2 separate regions of the Mus musculus genome follow, and region 2 is linked to region 1. Evidence: chromatin contacts called from public promoter capture Hi-C data. All regions are on one chromosome and are shown on one strand. The core of a region is the stretch at or near the end of the contact, and the rest is flanking DNA. Distances in the headings are between cores, read along the strand shown.

Evidence for each region. Capture Hi-C pulls out chosen DNA fragments and counts their contacts.
Region 2: a promoter capture Hi-C map of liver shows a contact between it and region 1, with 2.1 times the contacts expected there. The contact joins the promoter of Git1 here to the promoter of Gemin4 in region 1. A contact is called at or near these places in 1 of 39 promoter capture datasets (liver) and 1 of 9 other capture datasets (liver).

Annotation. Positions count from the first base shown.
Region 1 is chr11:76,213,704-76,219,729 of GRCm38.p6, forward strand. It overlaps Gemin4 (gem nuclear organelle associated protein 4), which reads right to left and starts at 3,869. Exons shown (of 2, transcript NM_177367.3): 1 at 3,775-3,869; 2 at 1-220. The coding sequence starts at 3,784. Dbil5 (diazepam binding inhibitor-like 5) reads left to right here and starts at 3,910. Exons shown (of 2, transcript NM_021294.2): 1 at 3,910-4,045; 2 at 4,524-4,962. The coding sequence starts at 4,569. The coding sequence ends at 4,832. LOC108167850 (a long non-coding RNA gene) reads left to right here and starts at 148. Exons shown (of 2, transcript XR_001780094.1): 1 at 148-240; 2 at 553-1,007.
Region 2 is chr11:77,491,146-77,496,808 of GRCm38.p6, forward strand. It overlaps Git1 (GIT ArfGAP 1), which reads left to right and starts at 2,267. Exons shown (of 20, transcript NM_001004144.1): 1 at 2,267-2,489. The coding sequence starts at 2,438.

The DNA.
Region 1 (6,026 bases), core at 2,619-5,118:
ACCTTGGTCCAGATGATGATCAGTGCTTTCTTCTTCCAGGCAAAGGGCTGGGAATGTGCTGTGGCTGAGGAGATCTCCTTCAAGGCCTCCACAATGGGCTGTCCCACGTGTTCCCAATCAGACTTGGTCAACTGTACCAGGGCTTTGGGGTGGAACAGCTGCTCAGCCATCAAGAAGCCCCCATGCAGAATAGTCATCTCCTCACAGATATTCAAGGGTCCTGCACAGAGAAGCCAAGAGGTAATGAAGTCATCAGATTAGCGAGAAGCTAGGAGAAGGAAACAGCCATCGGATGGCTATCATTTCGGCTACGGTCTTGACATCAATGGGAGGGGAAGGCATGGTTAGTAAGAGCTCACAAAGGGCTGGGGTCAAAAGGTCTTGGCCGAGGAACAAAAAACCAGTTTCTAAGATCTTTGGCCTGGATATCAGGACAATGGCACCTCTGGAAATAGGAGGCAGAGAGGGATTCAGAACAGGCTTTCAAGTGTTTACAAAATTCTATTTTAATAATGTGTTTGTATCTGTGGGGGTTTGTGCATATGAATGCAGCTTCCACAGAGGCCAGAAGAGGATGCTGGGTCCTCTGGAGCTGGACTGAGCCTACTGGTGTGGTTGCTGAGAACTAAACTCTGGACTTCTACAAGAAACATATGTGCTCTTAACTACAGAGTCATCGCTCGTGGCCCCTCAGGACAAGCTTTAAGGGAAGACAAGTTCAGTGCTGTTACCTAGAGTCTGAGGTAGAACATTTAGTGATGTCCTTCAGCAATGGCAATGCGTGAAGGAGAAAAGGCCTGATGTGAGTGTAGGCAGTACCAACTCGGAGAAGTGCATGAAAATCAAGGAAGTGACTAAGATTCCTCAGCAAAGTGTGAAGAGGACAACTGGACTGCTGAGGTTACAGTGAGTAGAGGATAGGGGACAGTGCTACCACATATGCATTAAAGACATGACAGAGGCCAGCAGCATGGCTCATGATTAAAGATATCTGCCACCAAGCTTGATGACCTGAGTTTGAGCCCTAGAACTGATATGGTAACCTCTACAAGCTGTCTTCTGACTGACACTTGTGCACCGTGGTATCCACACATACACACCAAGAATGTAATTAAAAAACAAACAAACAAAAAACCTAAACAAAACTGAGTCCAGTGATGGCAGACTATGGAAGATACAATAGGTAGTCTTTGGGGGATGGGAGGTGCTTATTGTCTTAGTGTTTTTGGTTGTTTCTGAGACAGGGTCTCATTATGAACTGGATAGCTTTGAACTCAGATCTGTCTGCCTCTACATCCTGAGTGCTGAGATCAAAAGCCTGTGCCACCACACTCAGTTAAGCCTGTTTTTGAACTCAGAGCCTTGCATGTAACAGGCAAGCACTCTACCACTGAGCTGTATCCGGAGCCCTGCCTTCCTTCTTTCTAAGCACACTCCTGCTTCAACAAGTTTCAACATTCTGTGCCTTACAGGGAAAAAGTTCACCCAGCAGTTTCTTCCAGTCAAAAAGGACAAGCTGGTGAAGGTTCTGGCTCTGTGGTAGGAACCAGGAAGTGGACAAAACAAATATTACATCAAGACAGCGGTCACTCATTCACTGAGTTAAGAACTGACATTTAAAGGGAGGCCATGTGGGGGTTTAATCAAGATAATGGATTCAAATCCTAACTCAGTTGTTAAAACATGATGTGACTTTACACTTTACTGAGTCTCCCGTCTGCATACATGAGAATATATGTATGCATATATACATGAGACTATAATCTTCATGGTATGGGAACCACATGACACAGGACATACACTAATCACACTTTTGTAACTATTCTGGTATTGTTACCTTTTTGAAGCATCTCCCAGGTATGGAAGAATTGGATGGGTTATATAAGCTATCTTAACCATAATCAGACCATCAAGAGCCTGATTTAAATGCTCAAGTGTTGGCAGGACTAGTCTTGTCAATATTTTGTCTCCTCCAGTGCAGAAACAGACGGGCACAGGTCTTTCCCAAAGTGTATAATCTGGCCTAGAAGCTGAGTGCAACACCTTGTCACGGTCACTGCTAGCTCTCTCCTCAGTCCTCTATGCTCCCAGAAACACATCTGCCCTATTCTCATAGGCCAGAGTCGGCAGCAAAAGTACTGACTCCAGTGAACAGCTGTGGTGGCCTATCCCGTTAGTCCCAGCTCTCTAGTGATGCAGATTTTTATGAGGCAAGCCTGGTCCACGTACTGAGTTTCAGGCTAGCCAAGGCTACATCATGGCTACCATCTCAAACTTCTCCTACCCCCAGGGAAAAAAAAAAATTACTGACACCAGGCAACTAAAAAATCTCCTGGCCACTAACCATTTACTGTCACTGCCTGCCCACCCCAAATCAAGGCTCAGCACTCCCACAAAACCCAGACCTGAAGGCAATCCAGGGTTCTTTCTGTCTCAGGTTGGTCTGCCGGCCCCCGAACACATTTCCTTATAACTGTAAATGACATTTTATTGCATTAGACATCGGCTTAGCAGAGCAAATGTCTGCGGCCAAACATGTGCCTTTCAGAGACTGTGTACATGTGGCTTGAGAAAAGTCCCAGACTCAGCTCATAGCCAGGGGAAACTCAAAGGCTTTTTTTTTTTTTTTTTTTTTTAAATCAGTAGCTGGTGCTAGGAAGTGACTGGTTACTTTGGTAGGCACTGTGCTGGGTGGCATACTTGTATTTTTTTCTGAGATAGGCTCTTGTTATATAGCTGGAACTGGCTTGAAACTATACAGACCAGGTCGGCCTAGAATTTTGAGATCCTCCTGCCTCTGCTTCCAGAGTGCTAGTTAGACATAAGCTACCACACCCAGCTTGACACCTATAAAAATCATGTAATCGTCAAACTAACTTCTTGAGGATTATAACTCCTGTTTTGGAGATGGGAAGCTAGAGGCCCAGGCACAACTTTGCAAGGTGTCTCAACTAGGGAGTCAAGCCTTGGCAGCACTCTTCACAGCTGCAGGGCACGAAACTACCATTCCACACTAAAGAGCTGGCTAGGGACAAAGACATTTCTCCACAGCGTATTATTTGCAAATCTTGGAGTACTTCCCAGGACGGCCTCCTAGTCTTACCCTCTAAAGAGCACACCTAGCAGGGTGGAGAGGGTTGGCAGATGGCCACAGATTTCTATCAACTCCGCCTTACTTCCAGACCTCGCCTAGGAGGATACTCCAAACCAAGCAGCACTCGAATTCGGATTCAAAAAGTGAAATCTCAGGCTGCGCAACTCCTGCTCACAAGAGAGGGGTGGGGGTGGGGTGGTCGCTTTGCGTGAGTCAACGAATGGGGTCCTGTTATGCACGTGGTCGCAAAGAAAACGCCAAGCCTCTGGGAGAAAGACAGTATCAGTATTTTTGCTTTATGCACTAGGCGACCTAATAAGAAACATGTTCACTAACTCGGCAGTCATTTAATAACGAAGAACTCTCCGGACGTCCGTCCCTCCCAGCCCGGCATTTCCGAAACACGTGCAGTAGCCCTGAGCATTTCCAGGAGAATCAAGGCTATATTCGCTCCCGGTTTCCCACTGGGAAGACACTACGAAGGACGGAGGAGGACTCTAGGAGACCGTCATGTGGTGGGGCTACAGGATGGAGGCCGGCCTCGCGACTGCGGGTCCCCCAAAACTCCTCAAGCCCCCAGCCTCCCGAGCACCGTAGGAGCAGTGCAGAGCCTCAGCCTGCCCAGGAGGTGCTTTGGGGGGGTGCGGCCCAGGGGCCGGAGTAGGGAAGTGGGAACCCACCTAGGTCCATGGCGGCGACGCTGGCGGCGGGCTAGACCGCCCCTCCTAGTCCAAGGCCGCGAACGCGTTGCCCGCGCCACGGCACAAAGGGCGGCGCTACAGGCGCGTCACAGGCTCCGCCCACAGCGCTTCTCCGCTTCCGTGCTGTAGTCTGCTAGCCGCTGCCGTTCAAGGCGCACGCGTACTCCTCTCCAACAAGCTCGCAGCGTCGAAGCCACCCTAGCCACAGCGCCCCCTCTCGGCCTAGGCTTCCCAGCCTTCTTAACCACAGGTACTGTTGGCTGTCTCCATGTGGAACCTGACCCCTTCAGGCAAGGAGGTCGAACCCCTTAGTCCAGACCCCTCATTCACCCTCACTCAGGAACCCCGGGCAGCTCTCGCCCCGGATTCACCCACATGGAATAACTTTCCTTCAGCTGTGTACTAACCAGCAGCGGATCCACGGGATTCATCCCCCCCCCCCCCAAGACACACAAAACTCCCTATATGCTTGCTTTTCATGCTGCACTATCTCCTATAGGCAACAGCAGAGTCAACTTTCAGAGCTCATAGGTGCTTTTATAACTTTGAAGGGCAGTCACACTGGAAAAAGCTCTGCGGGGCAGGAGCAATTGAATGGATTCCTGGTCCTCGATTTGTACGTTATTAAACACACAAACGCCCCGTGTTCATCCCACACATTATCTCTTTACCCCTTCTTTCCAAGGCCTAACAATAACATGGTTTGCTTATTTCCAACTTTCTTCTAGTACCCCGCATCACTTAAAAACAGAAGCATTGCCTCTGGTATACCAATGAGCCAAGTGGAGTTTGAAATGGCCTGTGCTTCACTCAAGCAGCTGAAGGGGCCTGTGAGTGATCAGGAGAAACTGCTGGTGTACAGCTTTTACAAACAGGCCACCCAGGGCGACTGTAACATCCCTGTCCCTCCTGCCACAGATGTGAGAGCAAAGGCCAAATATGAGGCCTGGATGGTAAACAAAGGGATGTCCAAGATGGATGCCATGAGGATCTACATTGCTAAAGTGGAAGAGCTGAAGAAAAAGGAGCCATGCTAAGAGCATTTTGGCAGACACAAGGAAGTAGCATGGCTCCACTGGTAGGGGACGGGTTTAAGATTCCTGATGGCTGAAACACACTGAAAGGGTAGCAGCGTTAGCAGAAACACCAATAAATCATTCAAACTGCATGAGAGTGGAGTCTGTGGCAAAAGAGAAACTTTGAGGGTCCTGGAGAAGTATTTAGATGTGTAGAAGCCTCTCTCTGCTGGGTGAAACTCCATTAATCTGCCTTTCTGTGGTCTGACTGGCATTAATAGTCTTCCCAGTTCCACAATGTGTGTGGATATTTGGCAGAAGAGCAAAGAGGTGGGGTGAATCATGCTATTAAAATAACCAGGGGTGGGGGCTTGGATCTGTATTATCAGGGGTTATCAACACACCAAGAACCCAACAGTACAGAGGAGAAAGGGGCTCTGCCTTCTAAAGAGCTAAAGACAAATAGAAAAGCCCTCACCTAGAACACAGGTCCAGAGAAGTTAGGATTTTGATGGAACTCAAACTTTGAGTGACATGGTGAAGTGGGTCATGCATCACGCACAGCAGCTGAGGGACAGGGAAGAAGGGTGGCCTCAGCATCTCAGTGCCTGAAAGAATCACCTAAGCCTTAGCAACCTAAATGTTCTTAACCTAGGTTTCTGCTTGGGGCCCAGTGATGGACGGACACACACATGCACACGCACATGAACGTACGCACGTGTGGCTCATGTAAGTGCCGGTGTCCATCACTACAGAGGCATCAGTGTGCTAAAATTGTGCCCAGAAGTTGGCAAATGAAGTGTTAAAGTAGAATTCTTAACTTCGTGGTAGCATGGTAGTATGTGTCTTGTCTGAAGCAAGCAGTACTTGCCTGGCACCAGGGTTTGCTCTCTAGCAAATCTGGTCATATAACAGCAAGTTTCTCTAGGCAGTTGGGTGGGGGGTGGGAGCTATACTTTGTTTTATGAGATAGGACTTGGCTGATCTGGATTCACTCTATAAACCAGGCTGGCCATCAGGGATCCATCTGATTCTTCCTCCTGAGTGCTGCATTTAAAGTATGAGCCACCATGATGGCTATAAAGTTTATTGTTTATCATTACATTTTTTTTATTGTGTGCACTGTGTGTGTGGGTGTGAGGGTGCCAAGTGTGCATGTGAAGGTCAGAACACAATTCAGAGTTGGTTCTCTCCAACTTTTACATGGGTTCACAG
Region 2 (5,663 bases), core at 1,017-3,516, 1.3 Mb after region 1:
TGTGTGTTCTTCTCTCCTGCTTCCTGCACACCCAGTGGTGCCAGGCCCGGGAGGACTGAGTAGACTGCCTCGCCCCTTTCTGCAGCCTGGGAGGAGCCGGTAGGCGTCTCTGCAGCCCAGAGCCGCAGCCCACCTCCACCGCCAGGGGTCAGCAGAGTGTCGTGATTGCAGCCCGAGTTGAGGAGGGGGCTAGAGAAAGGAGGGGCAACTAGGAGAGGCCGCGAGAATGCCTGTACAATTCCTCATTAAATCGTTTTCAAAACCTTGTGTATGATTCCATTTGAGCTGTTCAGTTCCTGGGATGATGACATCTTCGGGGAAGCCAGAAACCCTTCTTCCCCCATCTTCAAGCTCTAAAGCTTGGCTGTGGTGAGGTTGGGGGTTCTGCAACAAAGTTTGGACTGTGTGAGCCAGGGTCCCTCCCAGGCAGTCCCTGAGCCAATAGGGAGATAGGGTGGCCGGGGTGGGGGGACGTGAATCATTCTTCCTCTGCACGCCCTGTATTCCAAGAAAGGAGAGAGGCCAGCATGCATTTAGAGGCTAGGTTGCCCTTTTGCCAGATGGCCGGCTATCACACGAAGCCCAGGTCGCTTTCCCTTTGGTCTCAACGCCCTGGCTGCCACGTGCTCCAGACGCGCCCACACAGCGAAGAAACAAAGGCAGCCAAGCGACGGGGCTGCCAGCAGCTGCCTCGACATTTAATAAATGAAATTCCATAGCTGGGGGTCGATCCGGGGTGAACGGGCGGCCACTGCTCCTGGGCTGCGCGCCCAGTTTCAGCTGCTAGACTGCTTCCCACCTCCATTGCTGCGGCCACCAAGCCTACAGACTCTTGGGTATGAGTGCAGCATGGTGTGGCATGACCACCACCCTTTGCTGGCAGAAGCCCCACCTGCTGAGCTACTGGTTGGGGGTGGGGGGTGTCTGCAAGATTTTTTTTTAAGGTGAGATTATAAATATATCCTGTGGATCACAATTTCAAACAAACTTGTCAATCTGGGTTGCAGCAAAAGGCGATGGAACTTTGCGTGTATTTTGGGTGGTGTGACTCATAAGCATTACTTGTCTCCCCCTAGGGAAGGAGCCTGCCCACCCACAAGTCACTGCTGCTCTGGCATTGCTGGGAGAAATAGACCCACTCAGACACCCCTAACCAAGGACTCCCCTCAAACCTCCGTTTTATTACTGAGCAGGAATCCCTAACACCCAGGAATCTCCCTTAACTCTGCCACCGCTGACCTGCCCCTTCCCCTACGAGCGCGCCGCCGCCCCTCACCCCCCCCCCCCCAACCTGGTGTTGTGTGCTTTTGCCCTCTCCATAAGCTGAGTTCTCTGACAGCCCTTTTGCGGCTGTAGGGGTGGGGGCTGGGCACAAACGGGTCACACGTGTATGGGGGAGCATGCTCAGTGTGGGGTGCACCCACGTGCAACATGCACTTTAGTTCCTTGCTCCCCCCACCCCCGTCTCCATGAGAAGTCCAAGAAAAAAAAAATCCTTACAAAAATTGGCTCCTGTTATAAGCATATGCTTAGGATACATACACACCCGTCGGGCAGCCCGGAAACATCGTTGATGTACACGAAACAGATAGCAAGTTATTACTGGTGCACACAACACTCTTAATAATCACCCAGATTCTTTGCTTTCCTATTTGAAACAAGAATGATGTATTTTTAGTCCCACAGAGAGGGAGTCACAGTTAAGTGACCTCTCGGGCACCTGGCCGTCCATATTGGTGGTAGTGAGTGTACACCGCAGGGATATGGCCACAGACCCACCTGGACACACTGACTTGGACACAGGGGACCAGAACACACACCTCACCCCAACCCAGCCTCTGACCGCTAGGAGCATTGTGCCTGGGAATGCTTCCTGTCCACCCCGATCCCCACCACGTCCGTCTCTCGGTTTTTGGGCCGAGCGTCCCCTGGACCACTCCCCAATCGGAAAGTGAAGGTCAAAGTGCTAGCGTGTGTCTCGGTTGCAGACCAGGCGGGCGCGGGCCGCGGCTCCTTTAAGAACCCCCGTCCACTCCCGCCTGCGCGCAGGCTTCCTTTCTCCGAGAGGCTCAGCCACGGAGCTGAGCGGAGCGCCGGGGCGGGGTGCGGGCCGCCCCTCCCCCGGTGGGCAGGGCTTTCACTGCTTCCTGCAGGAGCGGCCTGGGCCGCGCAGGGGGCGGGGAGAGCGGCGAGCGGCGGCGGGGCGGCGCGGGGCGGCGCGGGGCGGCGCGGGGCGGAGGGCGCCCGAGGGCGAGCGGGCGGGCGGGCACGGCGGGTTCCGGGCCAGCCCCGGGGGCGGACGGTTGGCCGCGCGCGCGGAGCCTCGCCGGGGCCTTGCGGGAGCCGGGCCGGGCCGCAGGGCCGCCGCCGCCGCCCGGGCCCGCCGCCCGCGCCCCCCACGCTGGCCCAGAGGGCTGCGGCCGCGTCGCCGCTGAGGATGTCCCGGAAGGGGCCGCGAGCGGAGGTGTGTGCGGACTGCAGCGCTCCGGGTAAGCGGCGGGATCGGGTCGGGGGCGGGACCGCGCCGCAGGCCGCCGCCGGGCGGGCGCCGAGGCCTGGCGGGAGCGCTGTGCCGGGCCGGAGGGCGGGGCGGGGGCCACTGCGGAGCGGCGTCCTTGGCGGGAGGGCCGGCTGCGGGGGGCGCTGTGCGTTGGAGCCGGTGAACGGGAGGGAACCGCCTCCCACCTCCATCGCGGCATCCAGACGGAAGCGCCAGCCTGGTGTGGCAGGAGGGCTGTGGCGGAGGCCGGCAGGCTGTGGGAGGTGGGCGCTAGGATGGTTTGTGTCATCCCTGCCACCCCCGCGTCTTGCACCTGCTGCTCACATGGCCCGCGTGCCCGCCGGAGCGGTGGAGGGCAAGGGGCCTGGATACGAGCTCCTAGGGAGCACCTGACAGGGGCAGCTACTCTTAAGACTCCCCGCCCCTGCTTCCCAAGGCTGGGGCTGCTTAGAGGGCCCGGTGTTCAGGAACAATCTAAGCATGGGCATCTTCCCCGGAAGCATCTCCAGGCCTGCTGGTGTCTGGGAACATCTAGACTCAGCTTTTCCTGTTCCGGGTAGGCCTGTTGGAGAAGGTGTGCTAGGTATTGGTTCAGTCTAGACGCCGATCCCTCCTGGTCTCTAGCTCATTGGATAGGAGAAAGCGGTGAGGTTGCTTATGCTCCCCTGGTCCAGCTGACTCCTGAGCGAACTGGACTTACACACTGCTTCCTCCCTACTAACCAGCAGAGTGAGTCGGTCTGAGCTGCTGTGAAAGCCCCCTTGGCTTGCTGAGGAAGTGAAGGGAGGGCAACAACTCACCAGGCTGGTCCCTTCTCTGGGAGGACACAGCCGTTGATGGGACTCAGCAGCTGGCTGGAGGCAGGAAGTTCTGGCCTTTGCCCATCCTCTATAAAAGAAGCTGTGTCTCCATACAGTCTCGGGGTCTTATGGACTCTGGGTAATGAAGATGTGATTAGGTGAGAGTGTGGAGTGCTGATATGCAGGCCCATAACTTGTAGTCACCCCTTAAAATCCCAAGATCTGACCGTGAGCCCAAGGAATGATGGTCCTGTAATTCTCATGATCTAAACTGGAGTACTGGGAGTTGTGGGTAGTTGCAGAGTCATGAACATGGGACACCTTGTAGGTGACTGACCCTGAGACCTCCTTAGGATATGTCACGGTTTGGAGGGTCCTAGAAGATCCGTTTACAGATGGACATCCATACCCCTAGTTAGCTGGAAATGACGACTCCCTTTCCCCGGTTGGCCTTGAATGGATGAGCGGTGTGTCTGTGGAGCCTAGCAGGCCCCATCAGGGGAGCCAGGGTCAGGTAGTAGCTTTGTTTCCAGCTTATTCTATGATGCTTTGCTCACTCTGGGTCTCAGGTGGAACAGAAATGGATTTTGAGGACCCTTGCATTTCCCAGTCTACATTCTTGGTTCTGGAGCAGATAGAGTCTGTGACTGGCTGGCTGCAGCCTCTGGACACCCAGTCGGTGCTGGGAGGAACAGGGTGTGTTAGATGTTAGGCCACTGAGCTCATAGCCCCCATCCTCATGTGACAGAGGCAGGCCTGCCTCAGGATTCTTTTCTTTTCCTCTCTCTGATGCAGAATGCAAATTACTAAGCAGATGGGCAGAGCGTTGACAGTCTTCCTCATTATCCCACCTTAGCACCTAGTGTGTAGTGTAGTGATTGCCACGTGGCAGCCATTCCCCAGGTACAAGTGTTGGTCTTTGTCAGGAGTGCCCTGTGCCACACTGGGTCTGACAGACAATGGCATCCTTGATCTAGGCCTATAGCATCCCAGACAAGAGAGCATAAGCATGCCTGACCTTCTCATATCCCATGCATATGATAAAATATAGTCCATATATATCCCATTATAGCCCAGAGTCACAGAGTCACTGTGATAGAACTCTGTTATTGTCTGGGTATGGTAGGTAGCACATGCCTTTAAACCCAGCACTTGAGAGACAGAGAGGCAGGCAGATCCCCAGGCCAGCCAGGGCTATGGAGTGAGATCATGGAGTGGGGTCATGGTGGTTTTGTAGTTTATTAACTTGGAGTGTGATAGAGGTAGGAGGTGAGCCTGTGCTCAGAGACAGGTGTGACTATGTTGCAAGGACACAATGTGGCTGCTGTGGCAGCTTGTGTCACCTTACCAGGTGCTGTGCCCCTGCCTGCCTTGGGAATCCAGGAGAGGGCAGGAGTCAGGGTGCACAATCACAGGGTGATTGTCCCCTTACTTTGCCTCTGCCTACTCTTCCTCATTGCCTTGGTCCCAAGAACTCTGGCCTGGCTAACAAACGTTCACTTCCCAACCCACCACCTTTACATCGGGCCTTACATTCTGATAGGCTGGAGGAAAGATCTTCAGATACCCAGGCCGTAAGTCACCAGAGCTGGGGAATATGTTGCAGGGCAATGTACAGACTCATTTGCCTTCTTACAAGAACAAATATGGTAGTGGTCTTTTGTTTGAGGGGGGGTGTGCAGTTTAAGACAAGGTCTCTTCTATATGGTCCTAGCTGTAGAAACTCACTCTGTAGACCAGACTGGCCTTGAACTCTGACTCACCTGCCTCTGCCTCCTGAGTTCTGGGATTAAAGGTATGCACCAGCACTGCCCAGCTGGCTGTATAGCCAGGTGAGTGTTTGTCCTGTAGTCTGTCTTTCTGTCTTTTTTTTTTTTTTTTTTTTTTTTTGTGACAGGATCTTACTATATAGACCAAGCTGGAGATTCACCTGCCTCTGCCTCCTGAGTGCTGTGACTAAAGGCATGCCCTACCATGCGTGGCTATCCTGTGGGTTTCAGGCATATGTAAGCCTATGTGGCCACCACTCTGCCCAGTGAATATAACATTTCCATAGCTCTCTACAGCTCCCACCTCTGACCACACCCCCAATGGAAACCTCCTTCCCCTTGGATTCCTCTTGCCTGCTTTTAGCACAGTTTTCTTTTCTCGCCTCTTCCAAGGGCTTGACCCTTAGCTTAGAGGGGGAGAGGCCTGAGCCTGGGCTTTCTGTCCAGGCCTTCTGGCCCTTTGCTGGCCTAGTAGCTTTTGGTGGTGGCATGAGTTTTCTTTTTTTTTTTTTTTTTTAATTTATTTATTCATTACATGTAAGTACACTGCTGTAGCTGTCTTCAGACACACCAGAAGAGGGCGTCAGATCTCGT